3 separate regions of the Sus scrofa genome follow, and regions 1 and 2 are each linked to region 3. The links are chromatin contacts, called in public Hi-C and HiChIP or PLAC-seq maps. All regions are on one chromosome and are shown on one strand. The core of a region is the stretch at or near the end of the contact, and the rest is flanking DNA. Distances in the headings are between cores, read along the strand shown.

Region 1 (3,567 bases), core at 134-2,633, 200 kb after region 3:
TGATGTGTGATTGGACTTTTAGGAAGTCGAAGGACCTGAAATAAAGCATAGGTCCAATTGTGAAAATGCAGAATAAGCTGATGCAGGAAACTTTACTTGGGATGCAGATGTATCCCTTTAAGGCAAGGCATGTAAATGACCCATCTTTGTTGAGACTGTGCCCTGTCCAATGCTTGGCATGGAATAGGTCCTCAGTAAAATGTTTGATGAACTGAGTCGAGTGTTTACCACCAGTCCAAACAGATGGAGTGACATCTGTTTACCGGACGAGCATGGCAAACATTTAAGAACAAATGAGGGGGTTAACAACCCAAGTAGTATCGATGAGAATGCAGGGTTGATTGCTGGCCTCACTCCGTGGGTTAAGGATCTAGCATCACCATGAGCTGCAGTGTAAGTTACAGATGTGGCTTGGATCCCACATTGCTGTGGCTCTGGTATAGGCCAGCAGCTACAGCTCCAATTCTACCCCTAAACTGGGAACTTCCTTATGCCATGGATATGGCCCTAAAAAGACAAAAAAAAAAAAATTTAATTAAAAAAAATCAAATGAGGAGTTCCCTGGTAGCTCAGCAGGTTAAGGAGCTGGTGTTGTCACTGTGTGACTCTGGTTACTGCTGTGGCATGGACTAGCCCATTCTCCACTCTCTTGGCTGGCTGGTGCTGTCTTTACATGATCTTCCCCAGCTGTCCAGTTGAAATTCACTATTTGAGGACAATTTTGTTCTATCAGTCATTTACTCTTTAGTGAGAACTTGAGTCAAGATGCTACATCTGTAGAAAGACTTGTCTGTCATATCTCATTATTTAATTGTAAAATGAGAGGAAGCCAATTGGGAAGGAACACTCAAGAATCTGTGACCAAACAGGGCAGAAAATATTCGGGAGGGGCAGGGTGGAAATTCCGGGTTTCTAAACCCTCGTCACTGACCCATCCAACAGATTACAAAAGCCAACCTTGGTCCACATTTTCTCTGCTGTCCATAGATGCTAAATATATCTCTCAGAGACAGTGTGTTTGAATAGCATTCTTTAAGGGGGAGTTGAATTTGGTAATGAAAATAATGTTAGGTGTACTCATCCGATTGAAAGGTATCCCATTATTTATAGCTCTTTTATCTAAATACAGAAGGAATGGCTGTGAACGAACAAGATCCTAAGATATTTTCAGCTTGTTCCAAACAGAATATATTTCCTCCTCACTTATATTCTGAGATAATAATAATATTTAACAAGCCTACTTGGGAACAGTTTTTCCCTTTCTGTTAGCCGTGAGCCCATCTGTTCTTCATATAAATTTGGCTTCAACATCCACACCATTCAATTGTGCAACAGTGCTCTGTATGCCTTCACTTTAGCACGCAAGAGGTTCCATTGTGAAATTCTCTCTTAGGTGGAGTGGTTGGCTTCCATTCTTCAACACACTGAATGTCAAATCCTTACCGTAGGCTGAATGTGGAATCTAGGATTTGGACCAAGTTGCCTAAAACCTTGGTTTACGCAACAAACACACATGAACTTCTTCTCCTCTCTTTACCTCTTTTATCAAGATGAGTGAATCCCGTTCTTGAACAGGTCTTAGCCCCCCCACGCCGGGGATGGCGGAGGAGGGGGGTGTGTGTGACTAGAACAAAGAGGAGTCATTCTCCTAATCCCACAGTGCTGACCCCTGGGGTAGGCAAAATGGAGAACAAAATCATTTGCATTCCTTAGTCAGGTTCCCTCTCCTGTGAATCAAAGGAGAGAAAGCATAGCCACTTAAATTCCTGGATTCATAAAGAAGATCATAAGGTTTTATTATGGGAGCTTGGAGAACATCTAAACTGAACTTCCTTCTTATTCACAGATACTGGTCACTCAGCCACTTCTCCATAGCCATCTGCTTAGTAAGTGGCAGGTCTGACATCATAGCCAAGTTTCTAATTCAGGGTCTTTTAAAAGCCAAATATTCTTAGAGTCTTATCAGAAACTCTAATTTTTTACTGAACTTTAAAAGAGGTGAAAATGTCCACATATCATTAACTCTGAAGATACTCTAATTGCCGCTATTGTAGTTAATTCTATGAGATGAATCTGGGGAATAATTAACCTGTTTTCTTGAATGGAATAAGGCTGCTTCTAGACATAGCATTGCATCGAAAGTCCCAGAGCTATTAGCAGACATTAGTCATCTCCTAATTTCTTTATAAGTTCGTCATTTTGGCAGGCCTGAACCACGTGCCATCTGCAGATGTTGAAGGGAGTGTCTATGGGTAAAAAATAGCTCAAAACTCTTGGGTTTAGAATTTTATTTAAGTGCTTCCTGTAGCAAGAGTTTTTAAAATGTGCTCTGCAGAGCCCAGGGGGGTTCATGGAGCTTTCTTGGAGATCCCAGGGGGAAAGGGTGGGGGTGTCATGAGGGAAATGAAATGACAAGGGCCAAAGTCTCTTCATGCAGAACAGCATATTTTTCTTCTTTTTAAAGCATTAGGTTTTCACACAAGCCAGTGCACCCTTTTGAGAATCTAACAAAAACTTTGAAACCCAACTCCCCAGAAAAATGCACAAACATCCATAGAGAAAGAGTTCACATGTGATTACAGGATGTTCACAGGCTCTCTGATGATCCTTCTGGACCATCATTCCACAGGCTCCCAGATTAAGAACCTTTGAGGAAAGCTTTCCTAGTTGAAGGCTGCTTTTATCTAAGAAAGAAAAAAAGGAAAAGCCACTGATCCATCTATATTCATACATGTCTAGGTTCTGCCAATATCTTGATGTTTGGTCAGTTCCAAAGAGCTGCATTTTTATGGCCCTTTGAAATACGCTATGTATTTCATGTATAAATTAATTATACACCCTCAAAAATTGGATGCCTCTGTGTGTCTGTGGGTGTGTATAATTTAAAATTGTGATTTGTGGAGTTCCTATTGTGCCTCAGTGGGTTAAGAAGCTGACTGGTATCCATAAGGATGCCAGTTTGATCCCTGGCCTTCCCCAGTGCGTTATAGATCTGGCATTGCCGTGAGCTGTGGTGTAGGTCACAGATGCAGCTCAGATCCCAAGTTGCTGTGGCTGTGGTGTAGGCTGGCAGGCATAGCTCCAATTCAACCCCTTCCATATGCCGTGGGTACAGCCTTAAAAAGCAAAATAAATAAATAAATAAATAATACACGTGTGCTATGTGTTTGAAGAAGAAAATTACCTTATAATGGGGAGGGGTGAGGAAAAGGATATGACATTTCGTCTAAGATTCAAAAAGTGGGAGAGAAAGTCAGACATCCCCCCTACCCCCGGAAATGAGGAAGGGTCAGAGTAGAGGAAATGTTTAACATATATATTCCTGAAAAATAATTACTTTTTTATTAAGTAATGGTAACGAGATCAATAGCATAAAAGGTACCAGCATTACATTTTGGTAGTTTGAGTTCACATGAGTTGACTTTTCCAGGCCAATTAAGGGGAAAATCATCCTCTAGTCTTTCTTAAATTGCCTGAATATTACAGAGAGTCATCACTTCCATTTCACTTCATGATCTGTAGCTGTAGCATTAGCCAACTATATACATACATAATATATTTATATAA
Region 2 (3,420 bases), core at 2-2,501, 180 kb after region 3:
AGGGATCAAACCCACGCCACAGCAGTGGCAGAAGCTGCTGCACTGACAATGCCAGATCTTTAACTTCCTGTGCCACAATTTTTTAGTTTCAAGTTAATACTAGCCCAACAATATTAACATTAAGAAAAGACTATTAGAAGTGCCCACTCTGGTGCAGCGGATTAAGAATCTGAATGCAGTGGCTCAGGTGACTGCAGAGACACACGTTCGTCCCAGGCCTAGGACAGCGGATAAAAGAATCTGGTGTTGCCGCAGCTGTGGAACAGGTCTCAGCTGCTGCTCGGATTCAATCCCTGGCCGGGGAATTTCCATATGCCATGTGGTGTGTGGCCATTAAAAAAAGAAGAAAGGAAGAAAAGAAAAGAAAAAGACAAGACTAATAATAGTAATAAAATTACAATCGCTTAGTATTTAGCAATTAATATTTAAAATTCCCTGTTTCATCTGGTGTTGCCGTGAACTCTGGTATAGGTCGCAGATGCAGCTTGGATCTGGTGTTGCTGTGGCTGTGGTGGCCTGCTGCTGCAGCTCCGATTAGACCCCTAGCCTGGGAACCTCCACATGCCGCGGGTGTGGCCCTAAAAAAGACCCCAAAATAAAAATCCCTGTTCCAAGTACTGGATGCCTACTCTTTTGTTTAATCCTCACAATAATCATACAAAATAGGATAACCTCATTTCATTAATTAGGAAACAAGACCTTTAAGAGGTTGAGGTGAATGTACCAGGTCACACTGCTCAGTGTGGCAAGGTCAGGATTGAAATGAGTTCTCTCTGACATCTGACATCAGAAGCCTAGTCCCCCCCCCCTTTTTTTTTTTTTTTTTTGCTTTTTAGGGTTCCACCCATGGCATATGGAAGTTCCCAGGCTCGGGTCAAATTGGAGCTGCAGCTGCCGGCCTACACCTCAGCCACAGCAACACCAGATCTGAGCCATGTCTGCAACCTACACCACAGCTCATGGCAACGCTGGATCCTTAACTCACTGAGTGAGGCCAGGGATCAAATGTGTCATCCTCATGGTTACTAGTTGGGTTCATTACTGTGGAGCCACAATGGAAACTCCCAGAAGCCTATGCTTAACCTCAAAACAAAATTGGAGGGGAGGAAAATGAGATTTTTGATTTACTCTTCATCCATATTTTTTGGCATATGCTTGTTTTCCCATTTTCATTTTTCTCAATGTTTGGAAGGCAGAAAAGAACTCAAGTCTCAGAGCAATTTACCATTTGTTGAGTCAGATGCAGCTGACCTCAAAAGAACTGGGCAGGTTTTCATTTGAAGCTTTCTGCGTTAAATCATAGTTTATCTCTGAAGAGAAAGATGATGATGCCAAAAAGAAAAAAAGAAAGATAACACCTCATATTCAACCCAACATAAGCAATGTTGAAATCTCTAGAATTACATAAGGGCTTCCCACAAGAGTGATTTATTTAGGCTTCAGAAAATGTGGCGTTGGTGGTATGTGTGGGTGTGGGTGTGTGTGTGTGTGTGTGTGTAAGAGACAGGGAGAGAAAGAGAGAGGTTCATTGTTTGTATTTTTAAGAGTCAAGTCTTTAGAACCAGACTTCCTGTTTTAGGCAAGTTCACAGTGAGATAAACTAGAGCTAGTACTTAAATTTGTGTGTGTGTGTGTGTGTGTGTGTGTGTGTGTGTGTGTGTTTTAGAGGATGGGGTCAGGATGAAGTGGAATATTATTCCATTATGAGGAGATTATTCTGAATCTCTCAAATTTCCTATAGTTTAAACTTTCAGGAGTTCCCTGGTGGTGCAGAACTTTAAAGATCTGGTGTCATCCCTGCTGTGGATCTGGTTGCTGCTGTGGTACAGTTTCCATCCCTGACCCAGGAACTTCTGCATGCCTTGGGAACAGCTAAATATATATATGTGTATACATATTTTGTCTTTTTAGGGCTGCACCCAAGCCACGTCTGCTACCTACACCACAGCTCACAGCAACGCCGGATCCTTAACCCACTGAGCAAGGCCAGGGATTGAACCTGCAACGTCATGGTTCCTAGTCAGATTTGTTTCCACTGTGCCAAGACAGGAACTCCTATATATATTCATAATAATAAAAAAATTTTTAAAGTAATAATAAGACTTGGAAGTTCTCCCCTACCAAGTAGAAAATGAACCTGTTTATGCATTTGTTCATTAATGTCTGAGTTCATTCGTTTATTCTTCCATCAAATTCTTACTTATTCACATTTAAGAGTCTCAAATTACATGACATTTAAGTTGCAATACATGTATGTAATTTTCCCAATTTTCTAGGGAAAAAAGTAATATAATGCAATGTAATATTTTATCATAGATTACACATCACAGCACATTATATATTATATATGCCTACTATATATAGGTAGTATTTATTTAAATCTTACAAGTAATAGAAGAATTACGGGTGATTTAAATTTTGTCTTTGTATGTATTGGTTCTTTCAAATTTTCCACAATGAAAATATGTCACTTAGAGAGTTCCTGCTGTGGCACAGTGGGTTAAGGATCTGGCATTGCTGAAGCTGTGGCATAGGTCACAGCTGTAGCTCAGATTTGATGCCTGGCGCAAGAACTTCCATATCGTGTGCTCCCCACAGCCCCCCAAAAATGCTACTTATGTGCTTAGAAAACAGGATGATAGTTTTTTAGTTTTTTTTGGGGGGGGGAGTCTGCACCTGTGGCATGTGTAAGTTCCCAGGCTAGGAGTAAAATCAGAGCTGCAGGTGCTGGCCTACGCCACAGCCACTGGCCTATGCTACAGCCACAGCAATGCCAGATTCTTATCCCACTGAGCAAGGCCAGGGATCGAACCTGCATCCTCACAGAGGAAACACGGGGTCCTTAATGGAAACTCCCAGAATGATAATTTTTTTAAGGACAGCCTATAAGGAAATCACCCCACCTCCTCATTTCCTAAAAGGAAAAGCCCAGTTTCCAGATCTGATAGCATCAATCACCCCAAAGAGACTTTCAGTTACATGCATCATTAACAACCCCTTTCTCCTCAAAATTCTTTATTTCTGATTATCAAGTATTTTCCAAGCAGGTAGAGGCATGGCCTCTGAGGCTCTTTCCCCCCCGCCTCCACCCCCCGCCAAACATACACTCACACTCACACTGGAGAATGTAGAGAACAGGAGGACCCCCTGAGTGACTGGGTTTGACAGCTGTGACTTCCTGCTGCCACCCACTGGAAATAGGACTTCGAGAGCCAGAGAAATGCTGATCTGCTCACACTCACCTAAGCACCTGTCTTCCTTTCATACAGTTGAATCAGAAGCAGAGCCCAGTCTGCCTTGCTGAAGCAGCCTAACTCTACATAATCTAGTGCATAGAACTCTTACATTGAAAAAGGAGATTCTACTCCGAATCCTAAACGGCAAGGCAGTTGGTGATGGTTTGGATCTAGAGAATTTAGG
Region 3 (3,846 bases), core at 1,328-3,827:
CAAGAGAGTGGGATAAACTGGGAGTTGGGGTTAGTAGATGCAAACTATTGCATTTGGAGTGGATAAGCAATGAGATCCTTCTAAATAGGACAGGAACTGTACCTAGTCACTTATGATGATACTTGATGGAGAATAACATGAGGAGAAGAAGAATTACATATATAGATAATATGACTGGGTCACTTTGCTGTACAGCAGAAATTGACAGAACATTGTAAATCAATGATAATTTTTTTAAAAGATAGAAAAAATAAAGAAATTGGATACTGCAACTTTAAATAAATAAATAAATACATAAATAAATAATAAAACAAACCCAGAACCTGGGAAAGGGTTGTTCTACACGGGCCATACAATTGCATCCTCTCTATTTTGTTTTTTGAACAGAGATTGCTATTGTTGTTTGCATGTTTTCTATGACTCAAGTCAGAGCCATGCGGTCTGTCTTATTTCAACCTGGCTCTTTTAAGGTTTATTTTGTTTAAGTGTTGTTTGGGGGGATTGCAGAGGTGCAGCTTCCTAAGGCAGACCCTGAGCCTCTGAGGAATGCAGCAGGCTCCGCAGGAATAGGAGGCTTTGCTGCTGTAGCCTGATGTGTCACCAGATCCCGTGGCTCTGTTCTGACTTTTGCCATTTCAAATTCACGGAGCCCCCAGGGAGAGGCGGGTAGCCGAACTCAGTGCTCACTGGGGCCCCCATTCCTTTTTGCTTCTAGAAAGGAGATTTAGCCTTAATTTTTGTGACAGATGGAGTTGATAGTCTCTCCACGGAAAGGGGAGGAAAAAAGCGCCAGTTTTTGACAGGCCGCAGGCGCCCGGTGCCTCTGGTGGTCGAAGGCTGCGTTGCGCCGCAGTTAAGGTAGTTCGCAAACTCTCGCGCCTGGGTTGCAGAGGCTGCAGTACTCGGGCGGTTACCCTTCTTCAACCGAGCCAGGGATTGAAACTTACACTTTAATAGAAGCCTTGGAGGGTGCCGGTTTGTCCCCTTCTTCTAGGTTGTGACCGCGGCTCAACGTTCCTAAAGATGTTTAATACTATGATTGTTTTTTTCATCGCCGTCTGTGTTAGAAATTTATATTCTTAAAAAAAATAAATTGCCTTACTGGATTTCTGTCTTGCAGTTGACAAGGATGCCTCGCCCCCGGACCGTACCTGCCAGATCGGTAAACTGGGATCGGGTTGCGGGGGAGTGGAGGGGTGGAGGGAGGGTTGCAAATATCTCATCAGTACTCCTAATTAAGCGTGTGCCTCTTGTGTGCATTTGGATTTTATTTTTTCAAGTTTCAAAGTCCCACATTAAATTCTGAGTTCCCTCCCACCCCCCACCCCCCGGTCCCGGCACACCCACCCCCGTTGATGATCGGCAAAGATGGGAAACTCGAAAAACAAACTGAACTCTGAAGCCAGTAGAAAGCACAGATTGGGACCAGGGAGAATTAATAAAAGTGCCCCCCCCCAAGAAAAAAAAACTCACACAGTATAATGAACCAAACAAAAAGGACCATGGCCGAGCCGGATGCAAGCAGCTGCCCCCAAGCCCTGCCCGCTGGTTCTGTGCTGCGAGCAGAGGGCTCCATATCTGAGCCTCCTTAAGAGTAGGAGGAGCTCCCGGGCCTCTGTCAGGCTCCTTAAGCCGTTCCTTTCAGGCCCTGAATGCCTGAATGTGAGCTGCCCACCACCCTCCCCGCCCTCCCCCACTCCGCAACCCCACTCCAGCGGCTCGTAAAAAAAAAAAAAAAAAAAAGTTTCAACAACAACAGGCGGGACCAATAGCATCTCGAAAAGCCGGGAAAGGGGGCCGAGCAAAGGGCGAAAGAGAGTGGAGAAAGGAGAAAGCGGGCAGGCTCGGAGCGCGCGGGGCCGGAGCTCGGAGAGCCGGAGGAGCGTTGCTAATGTTTTTGTTTGTTTGCTTTTCCATGCATGCATAATGAGGGGGCACCGCGGCACCACGCGGGGGCTCCCGGCCCACTTTTGTATTTAAAGCCTCGCTGCGAGCGAGTCCGCAGCCCGGCTCAGCGGATCCGCTCCCCGGGCTCCTTGTCACCCGAGAAGCCGCCGCCGAGGCAAGCCCGGGAGCCGCTCTCTGGCCGCGCCAAGTTTCTCGTTCTCCTCGCGCCTCCCGGAAAGAGCTCCCCGGAGCTCGGCCGAGGCCGGGGTCGCCGCGGGCGGAGGGGGAGGGGACGCGGGCGGCCCGGCCGCGGGAAGGCGGGCAGCGCCCGGCCGCGAGCCAGGAAGCGGCGCGATGCGAGAGACCGCGGCGGCGGCGGCGGCGGCGCGGCGCTGAGCCCGGGAGGAAGGAGCCGCCGCGGCCGCACAACGGATCTGCAGGCGCGGAGCAAAATGCACCCGCGGCGCCGCGCGGTCCCGCAGCCCCGCCGCGGCCCCGCGGCCCGCAGCCCCCCGGGACGGCAGTGAGCGCCTCCCGCCACCGCCGGGGGCCGACCGGAGGAGCCCTCAGTGGCCGTGCACTTCTAGGAAGCCCCCGCAGCCCGAGTGCGAGCCGACCTTCTGCAAGCAGCGGGGCACCAGCCGGCGGCGCGCATGGATTTATGAAAACACTCATGCAAGAAGTTGGCAGGACAGGGGCAAACTTTTCCGCCGGCTCCGCGTCCGACGCTCCCCGCGCCTCGTCTCCTTTCCGCTCCTCGCCCGGCGGCCGCCGCTGCCCGCGATGGTGGCAGGGCTGCTGGGCGGCGGCGGCGGGGCCCGCGGGGGAACCGTGCCGGGCGCCTGGCTGTGCCTGATGGCGCTGCTGCAGCTGCTGGGCTCGGCGCCGCGGAGCTCGGGGCTGGCGCACGGCCGCCGCCTCATCTGCTGGCAGGCGCTGCTGCAGTGCCAGGGGGAGCCGGAGTGCAGCTACGCCTACAACCAGTACGCCGAGGCGTGCGCGCCGGTGCTGGCGCAGCGCGGCGGGGGCGACGCGCCGGGAACCGCCGCAGCCGCCGCCTTCCCTGCCTCCGCCGCCTCCTTCTCGTCGCGCTGGCGCTGTCCGAGCCATTGCATCTCGGCCCTCATTCAGCTCAACCACACGCGCCGCGGGCCCGCCTTGGAAGACTGTGATTGCGCGCAGGATGAGAACTGCAAGTCCACCAAGCGCGCCATTGAGCCGTGCCTGCCCCGGACGAGCGGCGGCGGCGCGGGCGGCCCGGGCGCGGGCGGGGTCATGGGCTGCACCGAGGCCCGGCGGCGCTGCGACCGCGACAGCCGCTGCAACCTGGCGCTCAGTCGCTACCTGACTTACTGTGGCAAGCTCTTCAACGGGCTGCGCTGCACCGACGAGTGCCGCACGGTCATCGAGGATATGCTGGCCGTGCCCAAGGCGGCGCTGCTCAATGACTGTGTGTGCGACGGCCTGGAGCGGCCCATCTGCGAGTCGGTCAAGGAGAACATGGCCCGCCTGTGCTTCGGCGCCGAGCTGGGCAACGGCCCGGGCAGTAGCGGCTCGGACGGGGGCCTGGACGACTACTACGATGAGGAGTATGACGACGAACAGCGCGCTGGGGGCGCGGGCGGGGAGCAGCCGCTGGACGACGACGACGGCGTCCCGCACCCGCCGCGCCCGGGCGGCGGCGCTGCTGCGGCAGGCGGCCGCGGCGACCTGCCCTACGGGTCCGGGCGCAGGAGCAGCAGCGGCGGCTGCCGCTCGGCGCCCCGAGGCGTCTGGACCCAGCTTGCCTCCATCTTGCTGCTGCTGCTGCTGCTGCTCCCGCTGCTCTTTTAGCCCGCGGGAGGGCGGGCGCCGGGACACCTGTGGCTCGGGGACAGGGTGGGTGGTTGGGGACGCTCTCTAGGTAGATTCTGCCTAGTCGGGCTCCCCCACCCACCCGACTCTTGCACGACCCCCGCC

What was found. A called contact is a pair of places that touch in the nucleus more often than the background predicts. HiChIP or PLAC-seq counts read pairs in DNA pulled down with a chosen protein or histone mark.
Region 1: an H3K27ac HiChIP or PLAC-seq map of skeletal muscle shows a contact between it and region 3, with 5 times the contacts expected there. The contact joins the enhancer-like site here to the promoter of GAS1 in region 3. A contact is called at or near these places in 1 of 5 promoter capture datasets (fetal skeletal muscle), 5 of 47 Hi-C or Micro-C datasets (embryonic fibroblasts, fetal skeletal muscle, heart right ventricle and 1 more) and 1 of 2 datasets of contacts at active chromatin or transcription factors (skeletal muscle).
Region 2: a Hi-C map of embryonic fibroblasts shows a contact between it and region 3, with 4 times the contacts expected there. The contact joins the enhancer-like site here to the promoter of GAS1 in region 3. A contact is called at or near these places in 1 of 5 promoter capture datasets (liver), 8 of 47 Hi-C or Micro-C datasets (embryonic fibroblasts, fibroblasts, heart right ventricle and 4 more) and 1 of 2 datasets of contacts at active chromatin or transcription factors (skeletal muscle).

What each region holds. Positions count from the first base shown.
Region 1 is chr10:28,711,163-28,714,729 of Sscrofa11.1, forward strand. No RefSeq gene overlaps it. Among named protein-coding and RNA genes, the nearest start is that of GAS1, 200 kb to the left of the region's middle. Within about 2 kb of position 1,384, at least 13 of the 83 cell types and tissues checked have an H3K27ac peak or open chromatin away from gene starts, as enhancers often do. A contact at or near this core is called in fetal skeletal muscle, omental adipose tissue and skeletal muscle, where this site is marked.
Region 2 is chr10:28,692,615-28,696,034 of Sscrofa11.1, forward strand. No RefSeq gene overlaps it. Among named protein-coding and RNA genes, the nearest start is that of GAS1, 190 kb to the left of the region's middle. Within about 2 kb of position 1,252, at least 6 of the 83 cell types and tissues checked have an H3K27ac peak or open chromatin away from gene starts, as enhancers often do. A contact at or near this core is called in embryonic fibroblasts, where this site is marked.
Region 3 is chr10:28,506,591-28,510,436 of Sscrofa11.1, forward strand. It overlaps GAS1 (growth arrest-specific protein 1), which reads left to right and starts at 2,578. Exons shown (of 1, transcript XM_021064627.1): 1 at 2,578-3,846. The coding sequence starts at 2,671. The coding sequence ends at 3,720.